2 separate regions of the Sus scrofa genome follow, and region 1 is linked to region 2. Evidence: chromatin contacts called from public HiChIP or PLAC-seq data. All regions are on one chromosome and are shown on one strand. The core of a region is the stretch at or near the end of the contact, and the rest is flanking DNA. Distances in the headings are between cores, read along the strand shown. Region 1 holds the start of FBRS (probable fibrosin-1). Region 2 holds the start of LOC100736818 (cardiotrophin-1).

Region 1 (4,397 bases), core at 769-3,268, 200 kb after region 2:
TCACCTCTTTCCTTCTCCGCTTATTGGGCCATTTTCGGGCCCGATCCCCAGAGGGTCGGCCAGGCTCTCGATCAGAGCTGTCCCCTGGCTCCCCAGTGGCTCCACTGGAGCCCCCCCTCTTCCGCTTCCCAGAATGCTTTAGCCGATGCTCCAGTCGCTCTGGGGGCTGAAGAGATGCATCCTTCTGTGGAAGAGGAGGTGGAACTGAAGTAGATGAAAAACAGAAAGCTCCCGATCTCTCTAGGGGTGACCAGGCTACCAGAGTGGCTCAGAGGCCAGGTAACCTGGTTGGTCCCTGGAGACTAGCTCTACCTCCTCCCACCCCAGGGTGGGGCAGAGGCCTGGCCAGAGGAGCCGGTTGCTCTGGTTTGGGGTGCCAGCATTCCCCCCTCAACTCCACCCACTCCAGGCCTCATACTCTTCTCTCTGGCCCTCTGAAGCCCCCCAAGGGTCCCCAGCCCCATCAGACCCCACCTGCAAGGCTTCGAGGCTGGCGAAGCTGGCGATGGCGAAGCCATCGATCAAGTCCTCCTCCTCTTCTTCCTCCTCCTCTGGCTCCTCCTCGGCCTCCCCATCGTCTGCGCCCCCCTCCTCCTCCTCCTCCTCTTCCTCCCCGCGGCTGCCCGAGCCGGCAGGCCGCTTCCGAGCTCGGGGTCGCGGGGGCCGAGGCCTGGGACGCGGCCGCCGCCGTCTCGGGCCTCCCGGCCGCTCTCCAGATGAAGCTGACGACCAGGGCCTGGCGGGCGGCGGCGGCGACGACGAGGACGAGGAACCGCGCGGGGCGGCCAATAGGGCCCGGGGCGCGTCGCCGCCGGGACCTCGGCGGCGCCGCTGCTCCCGGTCTCGGTCTCGGCGCGAGCAGCGCCGCCGCCGCCGCTCCCCCTCAGCGGCCCAGCCCGGGCCGGGAGCCGCGGCCGCTGCCGTCTCCATGGCGACCGCCCTCAGCGCCGCATCCGGAGGCGGCGGGGCCCGAAGCGGCCTGTCCGCAGGCCCGGGGTCGCACGCGCGGCGCTGGCGGCTGCACAGGGACGAGAGGGCCACGGCTTCCCCTTTAAAGCAGGATCTCCTGGCCCCGAGCTTGCCCCAAGGCCAAGGCCCGGGAAGCCGGCGCCGCCCCCGGGGCGACAAGCCTGAGGGCCCCCCCTGTGGGGCCGGCGGGGACGAGACGACGAAAACGGAGCGGCCGTTCCTTTAAGGCAAGGCCTCAAGTTGTTCAGCCCCTGTCCCCTTTAAGACGACCCGACGGTGTCCGACCGGCCTAGTTCGGTGGCCGCCCCCTGCCAGGGGTCGAGACAAGTCTCCCCGAGGAAGAGGAAGGGCCACCCCTTTAAAAGGGGCCGAAAGCTCGACCCGAAACGCAGACCTCCCCTTTAAAAGTGCCTCAAGTCCTCCGACGAAAAGAGGCCACCCCTTTAAGGAGTCCAGGGTTCTCCAAACAGCAGGCCGCCCCTTTAAGGGCTCGGGAGTTAGTTTCTAGTCCTCCACAAGCAGCCACTTCCCCTTTAAGTTGAATTTAAAGGACTTCTTGCGTGGGGGAGGAGAGGCGGTGAGAATCCCCACTCCTTCCAATTCTCCCAACAGCACAGTTCTCAATTTGTCAGCGTCTGTTCGGTGGCTTCCCCTTTAAAGGCTGGCGTTGTAGTCTGCCGAGATGAGTGGCCACCCCTTTAAGGAGATTTAAAGGGGCCTCCTCCAAGCCCAGCTCTTCCAGCCTCCGCCTCCGGTCGCCATGAAAGGCGCGAGGGGGGGGCGGGGCCGCGGGGGCCAGCCCTCCAAAGCCCCGGATGTGAGGCAACGGTGACGGGTAGAGCTTCTCTGTCTGCCGACATAAAAGTCTCTTCCTCCTTTCCTCCGTCTCTGTCTGACTTGCGCCTTAAGGGATCCGGAACGGCTGCTGGGTAGGGAGGGAGCTTCTGCGTACCCTCCTGTTGTCTCCTTTGGAGTCTGGGGCCTCCTCTCCGCCAGGACTTCCCTGCCCCTCCTCCCTCTTCCTCCTCAGCCTACGCCTCCTTCCTCTCTTTGCCTCCTCCCACTCTCCGCCCCCTTCCCCTCACCCCTCTACAGGCTTAGTCGTTGATAGGTTGAGACGTGTACGTCAAGGCGAAGGGCGGAGTCAAACTCCGGGGAGTGGGTAATATGTAGCCGCCCTCAAATCTTGGATTGGGTATACGTCAGATTAGCTCCTCCCTTCATCAAGTCTTATGACTCGACTGGTTAGAAGTACGTGCTTGGGGCGGTCCTTCAGATGACCCCGCCTCTTCCTGCTCTTCGTTCATTGGCCCGTGACCTGACGGCGTCTAGGCAAGGATCCGGATGGGGTGCGCGAGTCCTAGGGACGGTTGGCCGCTGGGCGGCGCGGGGCCGAGGCAGGTCCTTGTCTGCCGCGCGCTACGTCTTCTCTCCCTTTCCGCCGTTTGGCTTAGTCCACCGGCCGCTTGGCTTTTCGCGCACGCGCGTGGTGGTACCTCCGTCGGGTAGCTGCTCAGCGGGATCTCCCGCGGTGCGGGATGGCTAGAGCTTGCGGCGTGTTTTGAGAGCTCTAGTCGCGCGGCAAGCAAACCGCATCCCGTTATGGGTCGGTGCAGTGAGAGAGTGCTTGCCTATGGTCTCCGCGTTCTAGCAAGAAACACCTTGTCCTGTGTGCCGGGCACTTTCTCTCATATTAACTCGTTTGACAGTACGAAGTCTCTTAGGAAGATACTCCTATCAGCCCCATTTTACAGAAGGAGCAGGGAATTGATGCAGGTTTAATTTCCCAGCCAGGGTTTGGACTCAAGTTTAGCTCCAGTCAGTGCTCTTGACCACTGCTGTATTTTGCCTCTAAGTTATGAAAGATGTACAGTGCCACTTACGTCCGCTGGTTGTTTAGGTTACCCTTTTAAGGTGGACATAGCACTGGAACAGTCAACTTGCTTGCTTATATATTAAATGGGTATGACTCTCACAAGGCTTTGTGTAGGTCAGGTAACTGGGACAGGTTGTTGTAGGTGCTTAATTATAGCTGAGTACTCAGCTCTTGAATCCAGCAGGAGGATCCTGGCCTGTGTGTTAGGAGGAACTCAGGGCCATGGTGATCAAGGCCTTCGTCCACTCTGGGTCTTTACATCTGTCCTCTGCGACGTAAGTGAGTTGAGAGAACCCTGACCAGGTATAGAATCATAGTATCTTCTGGAGGAAATTCAGACGTATCCATATGGGAAAATTCTTTTTTTTCCTTTTTAGGGTTGCAGCTGCAGCATATGGAGGTTCCCAGGTTAGGGCTTGAATCAGAGCTTAGCTGCTGGCCTACACCACAGCCACAGCAATGCCAGATCTGAGCCACATCTGTCACCTACACCACAGCTTGCAGCAACACTGGACCCTTAACCTGCTGAGCAAGGCCAGGGATCATCAAACACTTATCCTCATGGATACTAGTTGGGTTCTTAACCCAGAGCCACAATGGGAACTCCATCACATGGGAAGATTTTTTTTTTTTTTTTTTGGTCTTTTGTCCTTTTAGGGTCACACCCAGGGCATATGGAGGTTCCCAGGCTAGGGGTCTAATCAGAGCTATTGCTGCCAGCCTATGCGAGAGCGACAGCAATGCCAGATCCGAGCCACATCTGCAACTTACACCACAGCTCACAACTACGCTGGATCCTCAACCCACTGAGCGAGGCCAAGGATCGAACCCGAAACCTCGTGGTTCCTAGTCAGATTCGTTTCCCCTGGGCCACGATGGGAACTCCGGGAAGATTCTTAAAACCAGAGTATCTCCAGGAGTTCCCACTGTGGCGCAAGGGGATCAGCAGTATCTCTTCCAACACCAAGGTGCAGGTCCAATCCCTGCCCCTTGCAGTGGGTTAAAGGATCCAGCGTTGCCCCAGCTGTAGCACATGCAGAAACTGCAGCTTGGATCTGATTCCAGGCCCAGGAACTCCATATGCCATGGGGCAGCCAAATAAATAAAAAGTGTCTCCAATGACCATTTCTCCACCCCCTTCCCTATATCCATCCTTCACCATCTCCCCTGGTACCTCCCCATTTCCTAGTCTTTGGCAGCCAGTACTGCCAGCTACTCTCAAACTCAGATAGAGACTTATAAAAGAATCAGAAACATATCGAAAACTTTACTAGAAATGTAGAGAAAAAATATAACTGCCTTAGAGACTTCCCCTCCCTCCAGGATGAACGGACAAACAGATGGCGCTTCTAAGTCCGATGGGGCTGCTCTTGATCCCCTTCCTCCTCTTCGAGGAGCAAGGCATCCAGCTCCTGCAGTCGCTGCTGCAGCAGGGGCCCCACATCTGGGTTGGGGGCCAGATTGGGAGTAACGGTCCTGCCAGCTGCAGCCCGGGCCCCTCGAGATGGCCGCCTGGATCGAGGAAGGCTGCAGTCCCGAAATTCTACAGTCC
Region 2 (4,741 bases), core at 148-2,647:
TCAGATTCCATTTCCACTGCACCACAATAGGAACTCCCAGAAGCTCCACTCTGAATCCTCCAACTTTTAAGCCAGGCAGGCTCTGTCCCCTTCCAACTGAGGGAAAATGAAGCACCAGACATTTGCCAAGTGGTTGTTCTACCTGAAATGTATTCCCTGTGCCTAGATCATTGTTGAAATCCTATTAAAGCCAAATTCAAATACTGCCTCCCCAGTGTAGATTTACCCCTCCTTTAAATTAACTTCTTCTTTCTACTTAAGGCCATTTGTTCATACTTCCAAAGTGGTGGGTGGTTTTTGGTTTTTGGTTTTTTTTTTTTTTTTTTTTTTTTTTTGGCAGCCCCCAGGGCATGTGAAAGTTTCCAGCCAGGGATCAAACCCGCAGGGCAGTTGCTACCTTTGCCACAGTTGCGGCATAAGAGAACTTCCCCAAGGTGGTTTTTTTTAATGGCTCTTTTTTTTTTTTTTTTTTTTCCCCTGTGAGAATCTGCCTCAGCCTGGGAATCCTTTGAGGGTTGGGCTCATACATCTCTCTCTCAGAGATTGTTTGTGGAATTCAGCATCATTGATGCACAGATCTTTAAATTGAAATGAGCCGTTAAGCCCATTTTACAAGTTGGGAGACTGAAATCCCACTCCTTTCCTGATGGCCCGTCTATGCAAGACGCTGGGCATTGCGCAGCATCAATGAATCGGCAGCAATCTACCTTCACTAGCACAAGCTAGAGGGTGGCGCCCCGGGAGGACTACATTTCCCTAGATGCCCATCGCGCGTGTCCAGGGCATGCTGGGGAATGTAGTCTTGGCCCGGCAACTCCCGCCCCCGCCCCCGCCCCGCCAGAGTTTGCCCCGCGGGTCCCTATCCTTAACAGCCTCGACTTTCGCTTCCTGTTGTCACTCACCAGCCCCTGTGGCCAAAGGCTTCTTCCTCTAACTTTACACGTCCCTCTGGCTCCCAGCTGTGATTCTTTCCCGATACTCTGAGAGGATCCGATGTCCTGTCCCAGCCACGACCCCAGTCCTCCCCCAAGGTGTACTCGAACCCAGGATCTACCTCCTGAGTCCAAATCCCTGAAGGCACAGCCCCAGGCCTCCTCTAAACTCTGGCGTTTGCCCCTGCCCCCAGCTCACCCACAACTCACCCGCTCGTTACCTGACACCGGGGCCCTGCTCTCCCCCACTCAGGCCGCTCCCTTCCCGTACCTAGGGGTGGCGGGGACCCAGACTCCAGCTTCCAGCCCTTCTGACCCCTGCTCCCCTCAGGCACTCGGCATCTGACCCTTCAGTCCCTTACCCAGACTTCCCTCCCTCCGGTTCATGCTGTCCCCTGGCTGATCCTGGTAGCCTCCACGCCCCCCTTCCGAGGGGGGAGAAGGGGGAAAAGGGTAGGGGCGTGGCCGGGGCGTAGCCAATCACGGCTCAGACCCCAACAATCTACCCCCCCCTCACCACCCCGCCCCCCGCCGCCCCAGGCAGGATTCCTTGGCCCTGAGCTCAGGTCCTTGCTTGCGCAGCCTCGTCGGGGAGGGGGCCTGAGGAGGGCAGCAGGATGTCTGCAGGTTGGACTCAGGCTTGGGTGCCAGGGCCTGGGAGGCAGCCTGGGTCCCAATGAGAGGAGAAGGCTCAGGCTCCGACCTGGGGTTAGTCTTGGCCTCTGGGCTGTTTTTTCCGAGAAAACTGGGGGGATAGGAGAGGGCGCAGCTGGCAGGCCTGGAATGTGCTGGCCCTCCCTCTTGGCGGGGAAGGGAAGGGGAGAGCCAGGTGCTTGAGAGGCCGAGATGGGGGCCCTCAGGCTTGGGCCACACCTGCTGGCATAAACACCTCCTGGCCTATTGCAGATGCCTTCTGCCCTTGCTCTCATAGTCACAGCTACTAGGAGGGGACCACCACCTCGTCTTACCAGTAAGAGAACCCTTCCGACACACCCGCATCTACTGAAGGCTTCTTGCGCTGGAACAAGCTTCAGAGATAGGTCCAGGGAGTCACACCCACACATCTACCCACAAACCCGATGAGGACAAACGCTGACCGGTCCGTACACACTTACTTATTCCCACAAATGGTTCCCAAGTACCCCCTCTGTCCTGGGCTCTGGGCCCCAGAGGGGATCCATTCTTAGTCTCTGGCCCCCTGAGGAGCTCAATCTGATAGTGAGACCACAGACAAAAGCAGGTAATGTGAACTGGGAAGGAGGCCCCTGTGTCTTTAAGTATTTCACCATGAGCAGACAACTGCCAGAATAAAGGAAGAAAGGGAACAACTGGCAGAGGGCACAGCATGTGGCACCATCACGCGCATATTAACAGTGACTCTTGTTGGGTATTTACTATGCGCAAGATGCTGTTCTAAGAGTTACATGTATATTAACTCATTCCCATGTTACAGCTGAGAAAATAGTGATAAGTGACTTGTTTGAGGTCACTGGACAAGCAGAGCTGGGATTTTACCCCAGCGATTTGGCCCAGAAATGATGTCATAACCACCTCTGAACATAGTCACACCAAAACACACAGACCCGAGAGCCACACCCTTGACACATTCACACACAGCAACACAAATTTAGAATGTCATACCTGCTGGCAAACACAGCCTCAAACAAAATCAACCAAGACACATGTATTTTAAGTAAGCTTTTCATTGACGTGCTATAGACACAGGGTAAAGTACACACATCCTATATGTACAGCTCCGCGAATTTTCCAAGAGTAAATATGCCGTGGGAACCAGCACCAGATTAAGAAACGGAATCTGACCAGTTCCCAGAGGCCCCTCTTAGCCCCTCCCAGTCCCCAGGGTGACCACTCTCCCCGGTGTTTCGCACCATTTATTGGTTTTGTCCAGAACTTTCTCTGAATGGGATCACAGGGCGTATTGCTTCTCTGACCTCTTTCACGAGACGTCCCCATGTTGTGTGTAGCAGGACATCACTCTCCTTGCCCTGTCGTCCATGGTGTGAACAGGCTACAATTTATTTTCCATGGCCCTGTGGATGGGTTGTTTCTAGCCTGAGGCGCTTAGGAACAGAGCTATGGACATTCCAGTACAGGTCCCTTGGGGCTCCTACCCACGCATTTCTGATGGGTGTTAACCATCCAGGAGCGGAACTGCTGGGTCACAGGGTTGGTGTACGTTCGGTTTCACTAGAAAAGCGCCAGCTTTCCAAAGTGTCTCTATCAATTTACACTCCCCCAGAAATATGAGAGGTCCAGTTGCTCTACTTCGCCTCCACTTGGCAAGGTCTCATCTGAGCCATTCTGGAGGGTGGAAGAGGCACTCAGTACATTTACAGTGTCTGGCACGTAACTGGCCCTCAGTTAATAGCCTGTAGAATGAATGGATGAAGAGATAGTTGCAGCGTAGAACCAGGCAGCCGAGCAAGGGACACACACACACGCAAACACACACACACAAACACACACACCGTTCCAGGGTCCACCCACGCGCAGCGGTCGCACCCGGGACACAGATCCTCTCGCGCCCCCTGGCGCCCACGTGGTCTGAACGCACGGCCGCAGCCCCGCCGCGCGCGTCCAGTCGCCGAGCTGCCCCAACCTCCCTCTCGGCCGCGGGCAGGGGGCGCTGCGCGTCCGGGCGCCTCGAGGCGGAGGCGGCGGGCCCGGTCGGGGCGGGGCCGGCCGGCTTCCAGGCCTGGGCTCTGGCCGCCCGCGCCGCCGGGCGGCTCCGGGGACGGGCCGGGGCGGGGCGCGGCGGCAGGAAGCGGGGCGGGGACTCGCGGAGGCGTTGGGGAGCGAGGGAGGGCGCGGCCAACTCCCGGAGGGGCGACAGGCCGAGAGAGCGGCGCCCCGGCCTGGCGCCGAGCCTGAGCCCGCCGGACGGGAGGCGGCCCAGCCGCGGGCTCGGCCTCGGCCCCAGCCCCGCCAGCATGGCCGGCCGGACCGTGCGGGCCGAGACCCGGAGCCGGGCCAAGGATGACATCAAGAAGGTGATGGCGACCATCGAGAAGGTCCGGAGATGGTGAGCGCTGCCCCGGGGGCCAGGGACGGGCCACGGCGGGCCATTCCTCCCCCGACACGTCCACACCCCCTCCGCCACCTGTGGCCCCCAGGTGTTAGGTGTGCCCCTCTCCCCCGCCGCCCCCAGCTGCGTCCTGGATCTGCAGGGCTCTATCTCTCTTCTCCTGGCTACACCCTGGGGTCTACAAAGCGTGTTCCCCAGCCCTGCCCTCCCAGAGCTGGAACCCCCCCTTTATGCCCCGCCCCCTAAAGCTTTGACACTCCTCCCGCAAGTGTGCCCCGGGATCTTCGAGGCTGTGGTCCCAGGCCTATAGTCGCGCTCTCCATGTATACCCCAGGGGTCTGCCGCGTCGTGACCCCAGCCTATTTTTTTTTCTCTCCCTCTCTCTCTTTCTCCCGCCCCCCACCTATGCCCTGAGGTCTGCCGGGCTTCTCCCTCCAAGTCCCATTAGCCACGCTGCCGCTTCTTTTGCGCACCACCCCCACCTCCACACGTATCCCCAGATACATCCAGCTCCTGGGCTGGCTCTCTCCTCAGGCCTCTCTGACCCCGTCCCTCCACCGTCCCACAGGGAGAAGCGCTGGGTGACTGTGGGTGACACTTCCCTGCGTATCTTCAAGTGGGTGCCAGTGGTGGACCCCCAGGAAGAGGTGAGCAAGCTCCCCCACACCAGGCCCTGCATCTGGGCCACCTCGGGCAAGCCCCTCCCGGCGGCTGGCCTCCACCTCCAGTCCCCACTTAGACCTTACATGCAGCCTCGGGAACA

The links. HiChIP or PLAC-seq counts read pairs in DNA pulled down with a chosen protein or histone mark.
Region 1: a contact with region 2 is called in an H3K27ac HiChIP or PLAC-seq map of alveolar macrophages. The contact joins the promoter of FBRS here to the promoter of LOC100736818 in region 2. A contact is called at or near these places in 3 of 47 Hi-C or Micro-C datasets (epiblast stem cells and skeletal muscle) and 2 of 2 datasets of contacts at active chromatin or transcription factors (alveolar macrophages and skeletal muscle).

The regions. Positions count from the first base shown.
Region 1 is chr3:17,741,793-17,746,189 of Sscrofa11.1, forward strand. FBRS (probable fibrosin-1) reads right to left here and starts at 2,019. Exons shown (of 18, transcript XM_021086415.1): 1 at 475-2,019; 2 at 5-184. The coding sequence starts at 930. PRR14 (proline-rich protein 14) reads right to left here. Exons shown (of 12, transcript XM_021086416.1): 12 at 4,093-4,397. The coding sequence ends at 4,195.
Region 2 is chr3:17,543,853-17,548,593 of Sscrofa11.1, forward strand. It overlaps LOC100736818 (cardiotrophin-1), which reads right to left and starts at 1,398. Exons shown (of 3, transcript XM_021086414.1): 1 at 1,295-1,398. The coding sequence starts at 1,319. BCL7C (B-cell CLL/lymphoma 7 protein family member C) reads left to right here and starts at 3,694. Exons shown (of 6, transcript XM_013995586.2): 1 at 3,694-3,975; 2 at 4,547-4,625. The coding sequence starts at 3,884.